2 separate regions of the Mus musculus genome follow, and region 1 is linked to region 2. A link is a contact called in public Hi-C data. All regions are on one chromosome and are shown on one strand. Each heading gives the region's core, a stretch centred on a gene start, on an enhancer-like site or on the middle of the called end of the contact. The rest is flanking DNA. Distances are from core to core; before and after follow the strand shown. Region 1 overlaps Gm33078 (a long non-coding RNA gene). Region 2 holds the start of Hand1 (heart and neural crest derivatives expressed 1).

Region 1 (5,054 bases), core at 225-2,724, 86 kb before region 2:
TTGGACGGCTTCAGGATGGTGGATGACCATCTTCAGGGAGATGCTGGGCCAGTTGGGAAGACAAACTCCTCAGGTGTTTGCCTCTAGTCAAGGACTCCACAGCTTTGTGGCTTAGAATCTAATGCTAAGATTCTCAGCACAACCACGTGCTACACTCAGCCATTTGTGACTAGTAAGAGCCCTCATTTCTCTCTATTTCTTCCACCTCTCGTTTCTAGGGTTCCTGTAGAACCCTGACAGGGTGGGAGCTTATGATGGAACAAAACCTCTCACCTTATTGCCAAGAAACCTAGAGACTGTGGAGAGGGCTGGGGTCGTATAGCTCCTTTCAAGGATGCATAACCCAGACAAAGATCTCACTCTAGGGTCCACATAAAGGTCTCACCACCTCCCAATAGTGCCTCCTTGGGACCATGCCTTTAACAACACAAGGCTTTGGGGACCACTTTTCTAAACCGCAGCAGGCCATTGCTGGTCTTCCTTTTCCCGCCATGATGTATTTAATCAAACATTTGCTAAGTATGGCCTGTGTTCTGGGCCCAGCAACAGGCACTCAACTGTGGCTCTCATAGTCGCGCTGTAAGGAGGTTCTGGGAGAGCCTCGCTCCAGGGAGCTTGAGCTCTTTTCTGTTTTCCTGTCAGCGTGGAGGGGCCTCTTTCTCTCTGGGATTGCGGTGGGATTCGATTTGCACGTGTAATTCTGATGTGAAGCCAGTGTAATCAGATCCTGCTGAGAGGGTCCTGCCTTCGGGCTGAGTGGATGTGTGAGCGCACAGGCGCGTGCTCGCTGGCCATGCAAGAGTATCATGTAATTCAATGACACAGTCTCTGTTTCCAGAAATGGATTCCAGGCCACGGCATCCACATCCAGAAGTGATCCTGGTACTTGTCCTAAGATTAAGTGAAAGTGACAAGTGGCGGGGAGAACTGAGTAAAGATGGCGGGTGGGGTTCGCCTTTCCCTTTCCAGACACTGGCAGCTTCTTGAAGCACTTCCGGTCCCAGTGCTGGTTGGATGCTTCTCTCCCACCTCCTCAGGGCTGAGACCGTGTGCAGCAACCCACAGCTGCAGGCAGAAGTCCTGGGTATCACAGCCGCTTGCTCTTAAGTTTTAGGTGTGGGCTGGAGAAATGGCTCAGCGGGTAAGAACACTGACTGCTCTTCCAGAGGTCCTGAGTTCAATTCCCAGCAACCACATGGTGGCTCACAACCATCTGGAATGGAATCCCATGTCCTCTTCTGGTGTGTCTGAAGACAGCCACAGTGTGCTCATATGCATAAAATAAATAAATATTAAAAAATAAAAAAGCTTTAGGTGTGAACGGAGCTTCAGCAATCTTTTGCCTGCTGCTTTCTTTTTTTAAAGGACATTTTAATTTTATCTTTGTGCGCATGTGTGTCTGTGGGTACGCTCACAGGTGTTTGGATATCCCTGAGATGCCAGAAGAGGGCACTAGAACCCTGGAACTGGAGCTTCAAGTGGCTGTGAGTCACCCAACAAGCGTGGTGGTCCTCTGCAGGAGCAGTAAGGACTCTTAACTACTGAGTCATCTCTCCAACCCCTTTTACCTTTTTTGACCACATATTTAAAATTAAAGATAAAGCAAAACCAACAAACAGACGAGCTGTGATGACTCACACCTGTAGTCCAGCAGCTGGAAGGTGAAGCAGCTGACTTAGCATGTTCAGGGCTAGCCTGGGCTAGAGCTTAAGACCCTGTCTCAAAAAACTAAAAATTAAGGCCAGAGAGATGGCTCAGTGGGTAAAAGTGCTGTGGTACAGGCCTGATAACCTGAGTTTGAATCTCAGAATTCTGTGTGGAAAGGGAGAACGGCCTCCTAGGAGTCCTCTGACACATGCCCTAGAGTGTACATGCCCACTTTCACACACGTACACCATATGACATAAACAAATAAGTAAGAAAAATGTAAAAAGCAAAACTACCCAAAACCAACAACTTGCCCCATCAAAAAGTAAAGCAAAACAAAACACCAAACCAGAAGGGCATGGTGGTGTACACAGGCAATCTCAGGCCTTGAGCAATGGAGGCGGGGGACTCAGGAGTTCCAGGACAGCCTGGACTACATAAGATCCTGTCTCAAAGAACCAAATGTGGGGCCTTGGTGATGGCTTAGCAAGAGTGCTTTCTGCTCTCTCTCTCAGGACCTGAGTTCGGTTGGTTCCCAGCTCCCATGTCAAAAGGATCCAGGGATCTGACATCCTTTTTTGGACTTCTTGGGCACCTGCACTCACACGTACATATTAATACATACATCAATAATTACAGATTTCAAAAAGGCTGGATGGTGGTAGCATATGCCTTTAATCCCAGCACTTGGGAGAGAGAGGCAAGTGGATCTCCATAAGTTCAAAGCCAGCCTAGTCTGTAGAGTGAGTTCCAGGCCAGCCAAGGCTACACAGAGAAACCCTGTCTTCAGAAACCAATAAATAAGTAAATAAATGAAATAAAACATGAAAGAGCCAGGCATGGTAGCACATGCCCTTAATTCTAGCATTTAAGAGGCAGAGGTGGGTGGGTCTCTTAAGGTTGAGACCAGCCTGGTCTACATAGTGAGTTCTAGGCTAGCCAGAGTTACACAAGAAAGTCTTAAAAAAAAACAACAACAACCCACTAAACCCCTCAAAACCTTAAAAACCAAACACAAACCAAGACCAAGGCTGGCAGCTGGCACTGTGTCTCAGGCATAGGGCCGCTCTGACTGTACACTGTCCTGGGTTCCATGACTAACGCTAGAGACAAAGTGCTGTCTGTTTTTGTTTTCTTTTTGTTTGTTTGTTTTTGTTTTTTCCCCCCAAGACATGGTTTTACTGTGTAGTTTTGGCTGTCCTGGACCTCACTCTGTATAGCAGGCGTGTCTGGAACTCACAGTAGAGATCTGCCTGCCTCTGCCTTCTGAGTGCTGAGGTTAAAGGCGTATATCACCCCCTTGAGGTGGAAAGTGTTTTATTTTAGGCTTAATCTTATGCTCTGTGCTATTTTTCTGAGATTTGGCTCCACCCAAAGCAGAACAAAACAAATATCTACTTATAGCAAAGGGGGTCTCTAATGAGTTTCCCCTGTGTCTTTCTATTCAATCTAAACCACTTCTCTCCACGTGGAATGTCACAGCATCCTTGCCGTGGTCGGGACCAGCTGTTAATTCCTGCTGCACATGATGGTGAGCCACAGAAGAATCCTGTGGGCTCAGGAGGCACGTCCCCAGAGCTCATGAAAGGACCACTGTTGGAGAAGTCTTTTTGTGGAGGGCAGAGATGTCCCTTCAGTAAGAAAATAAGGGGTGTGCCCGATGGGACTCTCGAGGCCTGAGGCCTCTGCAGCTTTGACATGGTCTGGCAGACATCCAAGACTCAGGAGCGAAGGAATCCAGGGCTGCATTCTTCTGACCCAACATCCACTGGATGTTTATTTGCCCCTGGGAGAGGTTATCTCATTTGACAGGCAGGCTCAGAGTCAGGCCTCCATGGGTGAACCCTGGCTGGGGTGGGCTGAGAAAAGCTGTCAGCGTGTGTGTGTCCACACGTGCATCTGTGCACACAGATGGTGTATGAGGTTTGTCGGGGGAGGATTCTTGACATCCAGAGGTTGTAGTTTCTTTGCTTGTGGGCATCTCTCTAGCCACACCCTGCCAATGAGTGATGGGGAGGGGCATTGCTCCAAGTTAAGATGCTGAGCACTGAAGAAGCCAGCCTTTGCCTTAGCCTGCTTGCACAGCCTGGCAACTCGTTTCCGTGTTCTGGGCCTCAGTTTCCCCATTTGGGATAAGCTTATTGGACAATGGGCTCCTCCTAGCACACCTTGCCGTTCTAGGGACACTCAGTCCTCTGTCATTTTTAAGAAAGCACACAGTTCATCTACCAAGTCCAATTTTACATATTTTCTTTCTTTTTTTTTTACCCTCTAACACTTGGGAGGACATACAGAGGTAGATAGATCTCTGTGAGTTTGAAGCCAACCTGATTCTCTACAAAGTGAGTCCCAGGACAATCAAGGCTGTTATATAGAGAAAGCCTGTCTCAAAAACAAACAAACCATCAAACAAACAAAAAACAAAACAAAAACAAAACCCAAAACACAAGTAAACAACAGAAAATAACTTTAATTTTGTATTTTATATTTTATTTCATTTCAGACAAGGTGTCACTATGAAACCCTTGCTGTCCTGGAACTAAGAGAACTGTGTGCTTCTGTCTCTCCAGTGCCAGGATTAAAGGTGTGTGCTACTACTCCTGGCTTATTTTTAACTATGCGTGTATGTCTGTGTTGTGTGTGGGTGTGCACACGGGAGTGCAGGCAGTGCGGAGAGGGTGCTGGATCCCCTGGATCTGGAGTTACAGGCAGTTTTGAGGTTTCTGGGGATGGAAGTCAGGATGTGTGGAAGTGAGCTCTAGTCCACAGGGTTATCTACCTACCCCATCTTTCCTTTTTCTCTTCTTTCTTCCTTTTTCAATAGGTCTTTTATATTCCAGCCTGACTTTGACTTTTCTAGGTCGCTGAGGGTAACCTTGAACTTCTGATTCTCTGCTGGGATTCTAGTCACACACCACCACACCCAGGATATGAGTTGTGGGTAGAACTCAGGAAGTCAGGCAAGCTAGGCAATAGGCTGACTTGTTTGTTTGGTTTTTGTTTGTTTGTTTGTTTTTCAAGATAGGGTTTCTCTGTGTAGCCCTGGCTGTTCTGGAACTCACTTTGTAGACCAGGCTGGCCTTGAACTCAGAAATCTGCCTGCCTCTGCCTCCCAAGGTGCTGGGATTAAAGGCGTGCACCACCACTGCCCGGCAATAGGCTGATTTATATTTTCAGGCTGTTCAGAGGTTAGTGTGTGTGTGTGTGTGTGTGTGTGTTGTACAAATGTGTACATGTTCTTGTGTGCAAAGAGGTTAACAGTGTCTTCCTCTAGTAACTTCCATTTTATTATTATTATTATTTTACATATTTTGGGACAGGTTTCTCTGTGTAGCCCTGGCTGTCCTGGAACTTACTCTGTAGTCTAAGTTGGCCTTGAAGTCACAGAGCTCTGTCTTCTGAGTGCC
Region 2 (5,627 bases), core at 1,925-4,424:
TCATTTTGTCAATGTGACAATCTTCTAAGACTGTATATACGTGCAAACCCCGAGTGTGCAGGGTGTTTGGAAACTATGCAGGAGGCACATGCAGGTCAGATTGAATATGGAGACTGTGCGTTGCCATGGAGCAGTGGAGCCTGCCAATGGATGAGAATGTCTATCCGTGAACTATTGTGGGTCTATATACATGTTGTCTAGTGTTCTTTTTTCTTGTGTGTGCGTGTGTGTGTGTGTGTGTGTGTGTGTGTGTGTGTTTGGGGGAAGGCTGATGCTATTGTTGGTTTTGAGAGTGGCTTTTTGTGCTGCCCAGTCTGATGTTTATTTTATTTTTAAAAAAAAGTTATTATTAAAAAATGTACAAATTAATAGAAAAGAATCTCACACCCAAAATAACCAGACCCAACATCTGTATAACTTGACGAACTTCTATACAGTTAGAATAAGCATTTGGAATAGAAACTGCAACACTTCACATTAAATTTTACACTTTCAGTATGGAATCTATTTCATGCACTTATCCATCACTAAAACAAACAAACAAACAAATCCAGAACTAAAACCAGAAAAACCATTAGCTTTAGCTCCTCGCTCCTGACTTTTGTCCACGGCTGACCACCAGTTAAGGGAACTCCTGGACGACTCTACCCTCCAGCTTCAGTCTCCTAAGTTACCTCAGGCTACTTGTACCACTGAGCTCCCCAGGAAAGTTGGGGGTTTTGAGAGTTTGTGTTATGGATATAACTCTGAAGAATTTGAAAAAGGGTACAAAGGGAAACTGGGTGTGGTGGTGGTGACCTCCTTGCCTGAGATCCCAGATCACTCAGTGAGGCAGGAGGAGACTCTGTTATTAATTAATTAGTTAAAATAAAATAAATGCTTGTGGTCTGGCAAGATGGCTCAGTGGGCAAAGGTGCTTGTCACCAAGGCTGGCCACCTCAGTTTAATCCCAAGGATTTAGGTACTGCAAGGAGAGAACTGGCCTCCACACGCACATTATAGCACGCATGTGTCCCCCACAAATAATTCAGTGTAACTAAAAAATATTATGAGAACATGTGTATACCCCTACATCCAGTGAGCCTCTGATAAAACTGACCTTCGTGTATCCCTGAGTACCCAAATCGGAAGCTCCAATGTGTAACCCACTCAGAGGATGACAGACATCCTGTAGGGGAAAATAATCCCAGGAATGTGTGGATCTTGCATTAGTGTACACATGCCATATCACTGTATTATTGCTAAGGTGGAAGACATCTGTAAGAACACCACGCCGGTGTTTGTGTGTGCCGGCGAAGGGATGAGCCTGTGTATATGTATGGACCTGTCATGGAGTCCAGGATGAAGACTGCTGGAGTCAGAACTGTGCTGTCTTGAGAATCCAGGCCCTTTCCACCCAGGTTCCCTCATTCTGAGAGTGACTCCCAACCCGCAGGGCACAAGAACCCGCGGAGCAGCTGCGCAGCTGCGGAACCGGCGCCTTCCCGGGGAGCCTTCCCCAGGCCCCTGGCTGAGCCCAACCCCAGCGCTGCGGGCGCCAGGCGCCTGCAAAAGCAGCGGGTTTCCAGTTCGCCTGGGGCAGGAAAGTGAGGTTCTCCGGATCTCTTTCCACTGCCGCTCACAATCTCTTGCACAACCAGTTCTCACAGGTGGGACCTTGGGGCTCAGACCTCAGCGACTGAGCTTCCATCCACGCCTCAAAGCGAGATTACTCTCACAGACACGCAGAAATCACAATTCGCACACATTCCTAGGATTTCACACACAGGGACTGTCATCTGTTGAGCCCACGACCTACTCCACATTCGTTTTCACTTACCCACTTGCTACTGGGCCTCACATCCCGTCTGCGCACGGTGGCCTCTCTCCCACTGTCCCTGCCTGGTAATTGTCTTACACAAGCTGGGCCTCAGCGAGCAACTTTCGAGTGGCTGGATCAGAAGCGAATTAAAAAGAATTTGACATCATCTCATTTCCCCCCTTAACTGACATTTGATAGGCACAAGCCCACCTAGGGAAGGAGCGAGACCAGAAATGTTGGTGAGGATGGAGGGGGTCCTAGGGACAGGGACCTTAATGAAAAGATGAAGAAGACCCAGAGTTTCAAGCTTAAAAGCCTGGTCTCCCACGTTCTTATCAACTCTTGGAAAGCCATCTCTTTGTGGAATCCCACCTTGGAGAATCTAGGCTGATGGGGAGCAACACAAGGTTGCACAGATATTCCCTGCCTCAGCAGAGTGAGTGTGAAGCGCCTAGGCTGTTTCTCCGTGGATATCAGGGGTGGGGGTGGGCTGGTTTCTTCCAGTGTGAGCCTCAGTGGAAGTATCTTTATAGGATCAAAGATTTTCATGCAGGTGGCGAGCCAGATGGAGTGAGCAGCCCAGCAGTCGCCGGCTCCTTAGCCCTACGTGCGAATCTTCCGAAGACACCGGGGAGTCCTGCCACAGAGATGCCTTGGGGCCAAGGCGCCGCCAGGCTGCCTCGCCACCAGCTCAGCCTGCCGGCGTTTACACCGAACCAGGCGCCTGAGAGGCTAGAGGAGCAGAGATCAGCCACCGTCTCCACCCCCAACCCCCAAGCCCGGAACAAACTGGTCAGTGCCCAAGAGCTGGAAGCCCCGCTCCCTTTCCCTCCCACTTCCACCTCGGCCTCTGAAGGCTCTTCTGGAAGTCCGCAGCTGGGCGAGAACTGGATCTCAGGAGACCACCTTGTTGGGCAGCAGCTCCAGGTCCTGCCTGAAGCAGGGGACCTAAAGGTGGGGCTATAGGTGTTAGGGCCTAGCCTACTTCCCTGCTGGGCCCAATGGCCTTCAGGCTCCCACGATGAGCAGTTCGGGTTCAGGAATGCTGCATATCCTATTCTGAATTTCAGGCCTAAAAACAACAATTTGTTCTGGTCCTCAGTTTCCCTATCTGTGAAATCAAGTGTGTGTGTGTGTGTGTGTGTGTGTGTGTGTGTGTGTGTGTGTGTGTGTGTGTGTGTTGATGAGGCTCTGTCTGTTTTCAAGGGATAATTCTAGAATCCTTTCCTTGGATCCATGAAGAAAGGGTGGTAGGTTCAGTACAGGGAGTGAGCAGGCCTGGCCTCAAGTTCGTAGCCCCCGCCCTTCCAGGAGGGGAACTGGGAGAGGGGAGGGACATAGGCGGGGCGGGTTTTCAGTCCCTGTGGTCAGCTTAGAATTGTGTGGCGCTTGCTGAGCATAAAACTTGGGACCGCCACCCCCTTCCCTCCTCCTGCCATTGGCTCCGGCTAGAGGTTGACATCAAAGCCGAGGCCTTATATAAGCAGGATCCTGGTGGCAAGTCCGCAGAAGGGTTAAACCCGGTCTTTGGACGTCTGAACCCTTCTCCCTCGTTGCCTACAGAAACCTTCAAGAGGTCGGCAGGTCCTTCGTGTCATCTCCAGCCTTGCTCGCTCAGGACTCTCCAAACCCCAGCCAGTTCGCTGCCTCTGGAGCCCACGGTGACCCCCTTCTGTGGGGCGCATGGGGCGGTGCTAATTGGGCTGACAGCACAGGCCAGGAGCCTCTCCAACATGAACCTCGTGGGCAGCTACGCACATCATCACCATCATCACCACTCACACCCGCCGCACCCCATGCTCCACGAACCCTTCCTGTTTGGCCCGGCCTCGCGTTGCCACCAGGAGCGGCCTTACTTCCAGAGCTGGCTGCTGAGCCCGGCTGATGCTGCCCCAGATTTCCCTGCCGGCGGGCCACCACCTACCACCGCAGTAGCAGCGGCTGCCTATGGTCCCGATGCCAGGCCGAGTCAGAGCCCAGGTCGGCTGGAGGCTCTTGGAAGCCGCCTGCCCAAACGAAAAGGCTCAGGACCCAAGAAGGAGAGGAGACGCACAGAGAGCATTAACAGCGCGTTCGCGGAGCTGCGTGAGTGCATCCCCAATGTGCCCGCCGACACCAAGCTCTCCAAGATCAAGACTCTGCGCCTGGCTACCAGTTACATCGCCTACTTGATGGACGTGCTGGCCAAGGATGCACAAGCAGGTGACCCCGAGGCCTTCAAGGCTGAACTCAAAAAGACGGATGGTGGTCGCGAAAGCAAGCGGAAAAGGGAGTTGGTGAGTCCCGGGGCTTATAAGTTCCAGCTAAGGGTGCGGGCTGGGGTAAGTAAGAACAGGCCTGCAAACACTGAGCTGTGTTCTGGGTGGGACTCTGAAAGACTAGGGAGAGTTCTGAGGTCGACACAGTCTGCCATTGTGTGCACAGTCATTGCTGAGTGAACATAGAATTTTGCTTTTTAAAAGTGATCGTAGGGCCTTACAAGATGAATTGAAAACCTTGGGCTTCCAAGAAGGGGCTATATTCTATATTATAGTTTGTTTTAAATCTGAAGGTGTTTTGAGTCTTCCCTGGGCCCTTCTGGAAGCCAGGTTGAGAATGAAAGTAGGAAATGACTTAAATACTGCACTGACGTGTGATGTTCTCCCAAAACAGTTTTTAAAGCAACAAAACAAAACAAAAAACCCAAACACAAAAACCCAATACAAGTCGAGGCTTCATTCTTTCATTTGCTTAATTATGAATATCTGAATTACTCGATTCCCATGGGTTTATTGGAAAGGATTATTTACCTCAATTAATGTACTAATTGGAGAAACAGTAGACCACTGGAGGGAAAAGTGGGGTGGAAAGGCAGCTCAAGGCTGGGTCTAGTCTGCTCCTAGTCTGGATCTAGTCTGGGACAGGGTGATGGGCTAGACAATCTCAAGGCTTTGGATGCAACAAACAGGAAGGGCTTTGGCCTTTGCGCTTGCCTAGTCAGCCTTTTTGGGTCTTCTCCAGTTTGAGTGATCTTCCACCTAGGGGCGGTGGGACTTCTGGCCGCCAGAGTTCCCCCTGTTTGGTAGGCTCAGGCCTAGACACAGCAGTGTGGACTGGGGAGCTCGGTGGCTTTTATCTGACCCTCGGGGTCTGTGGCAAAGTAGGGCTGGCTTACCTGGAGCCACCGGAAAGACAGACTCCCAGCCTCAGCCGCCTGAGGCCTGGGCTGGGGATGTGGGGCGGGAGGGAGGAGCACCTTGTGGAAGCGGTTCTAGGGCCAATCCTGGTCCTGGAAGGGCACTACTTGCAAGTAACAACCGCACTGGGTTCCTGCTAGAGAGATGGGCCCAGACTGTGGCGGCCAGGCCAATTCTTTCCTCCCTAGGTAGTGAGGGAGGCTCCCAGCACTGGTACTAGCCAGCACCCAACTTGCATCCAAGCCAAGATCCTACGCCAGGCTGATAACCTGGAACGAGATATATACCGACTGGGTTACTATTCCCACCCTTCCCACACCAGGCCTCTGTGATGCTGGCTTCCTCTGCCCAAGACGCCTTAAAGCTAGATTCAGTTTACCCAGACTTGTCTAATTCTCAATAGTAAACCTCTCCAAGCTGGTCAGACCATCCCGGACCCCAGGAACTCAGAGCATAAAGGCAGATTTATAATCCTGATTGTGTGGTTCAACAAACAGACATCTGTCACTTAGTTAAGGACGCCCAGTTACTGCTCCCAACCCGTTCCCCAAACTCCCCTCCAAGCCGGCGGGACCGAACTGAATAACTTAAACCTGACTTTCTCGCCTTCTGTTTGTTTGTTTGTGTCCATTGACAGCCTCAGCAGCCCG

Evidence for each region. A called contact is a pair of places that touch in the nucleus more often than the background predicts.
Region 1: a Hi-C map of trophoblast stem cells shows a contact between it and region 2, with 4 times the contacts expected there. The contact joins the enhancer-like site here to the promoter of Hand1 in region 2. A contact is called at or near these places in 21 of 39 promoter capture datasets (the 3T3-L1 cell line, 3T3-L1-derived adipocytes, the C10 cell line and 11 more), 5 of 15 datasets of contacts at CTCF or cohesin (embryonic stem cells and large pre-B cells), 84 of 484 Hi-C or Micro-C datasets (the 63-12 cell line, 8-cell embryo, B cells and 30 more), 31 of 115 datasets of contacts at active chromatin or transcription factors (the 230-238 cell line, CD8 T cells, the SCID.adh cell line and 18 more) and 4 of 9 other capture datasets (adipose tissue, embryonic stem cells, liver and 1 more).

What each region holds. Positions count from the first base shown.
Region 1 is chr11:57,914,586-57,919,639 of GRCm38.p6, reverse strand. All of the region lies in intron 3 of Gm33078 (a long non-coding RNA gene), which reads right to left. Among named protein-coding and RNA genes, the nearest start is that of Gm33078, 5.4 kb to the right of the region's middle. Within about 2 kb of position 1,474, at least 18 of the 459 cell types and tissues checked have an H3K27ac peak or open chromatin away from gene starts, as enhancers often do. A contact at or near this core is called in the HL-1 cell line, the N1E-115 cell line, craniofacial prominence and 2 more, where this site is marked.
Region 2 is chr11:57,829,694-57,835,320 of GRCm38.p6, reverse strand. It overlaps Hand1 (heart and neural crest derivatives expressed 1), which reads left to right and starts at 3,174. Exons shown (of 2, transcript NM_008213.2): 1 at 3,174-4,077; 2 at 5,615-5,627. The coding sequence starts at 3,535. Gm32915 (a long non-coding RNA gene) reads right to left here and starts at 3,213. Exons shown (of 3, transcript XR_003949681.1): 1 at 1,820-3,213.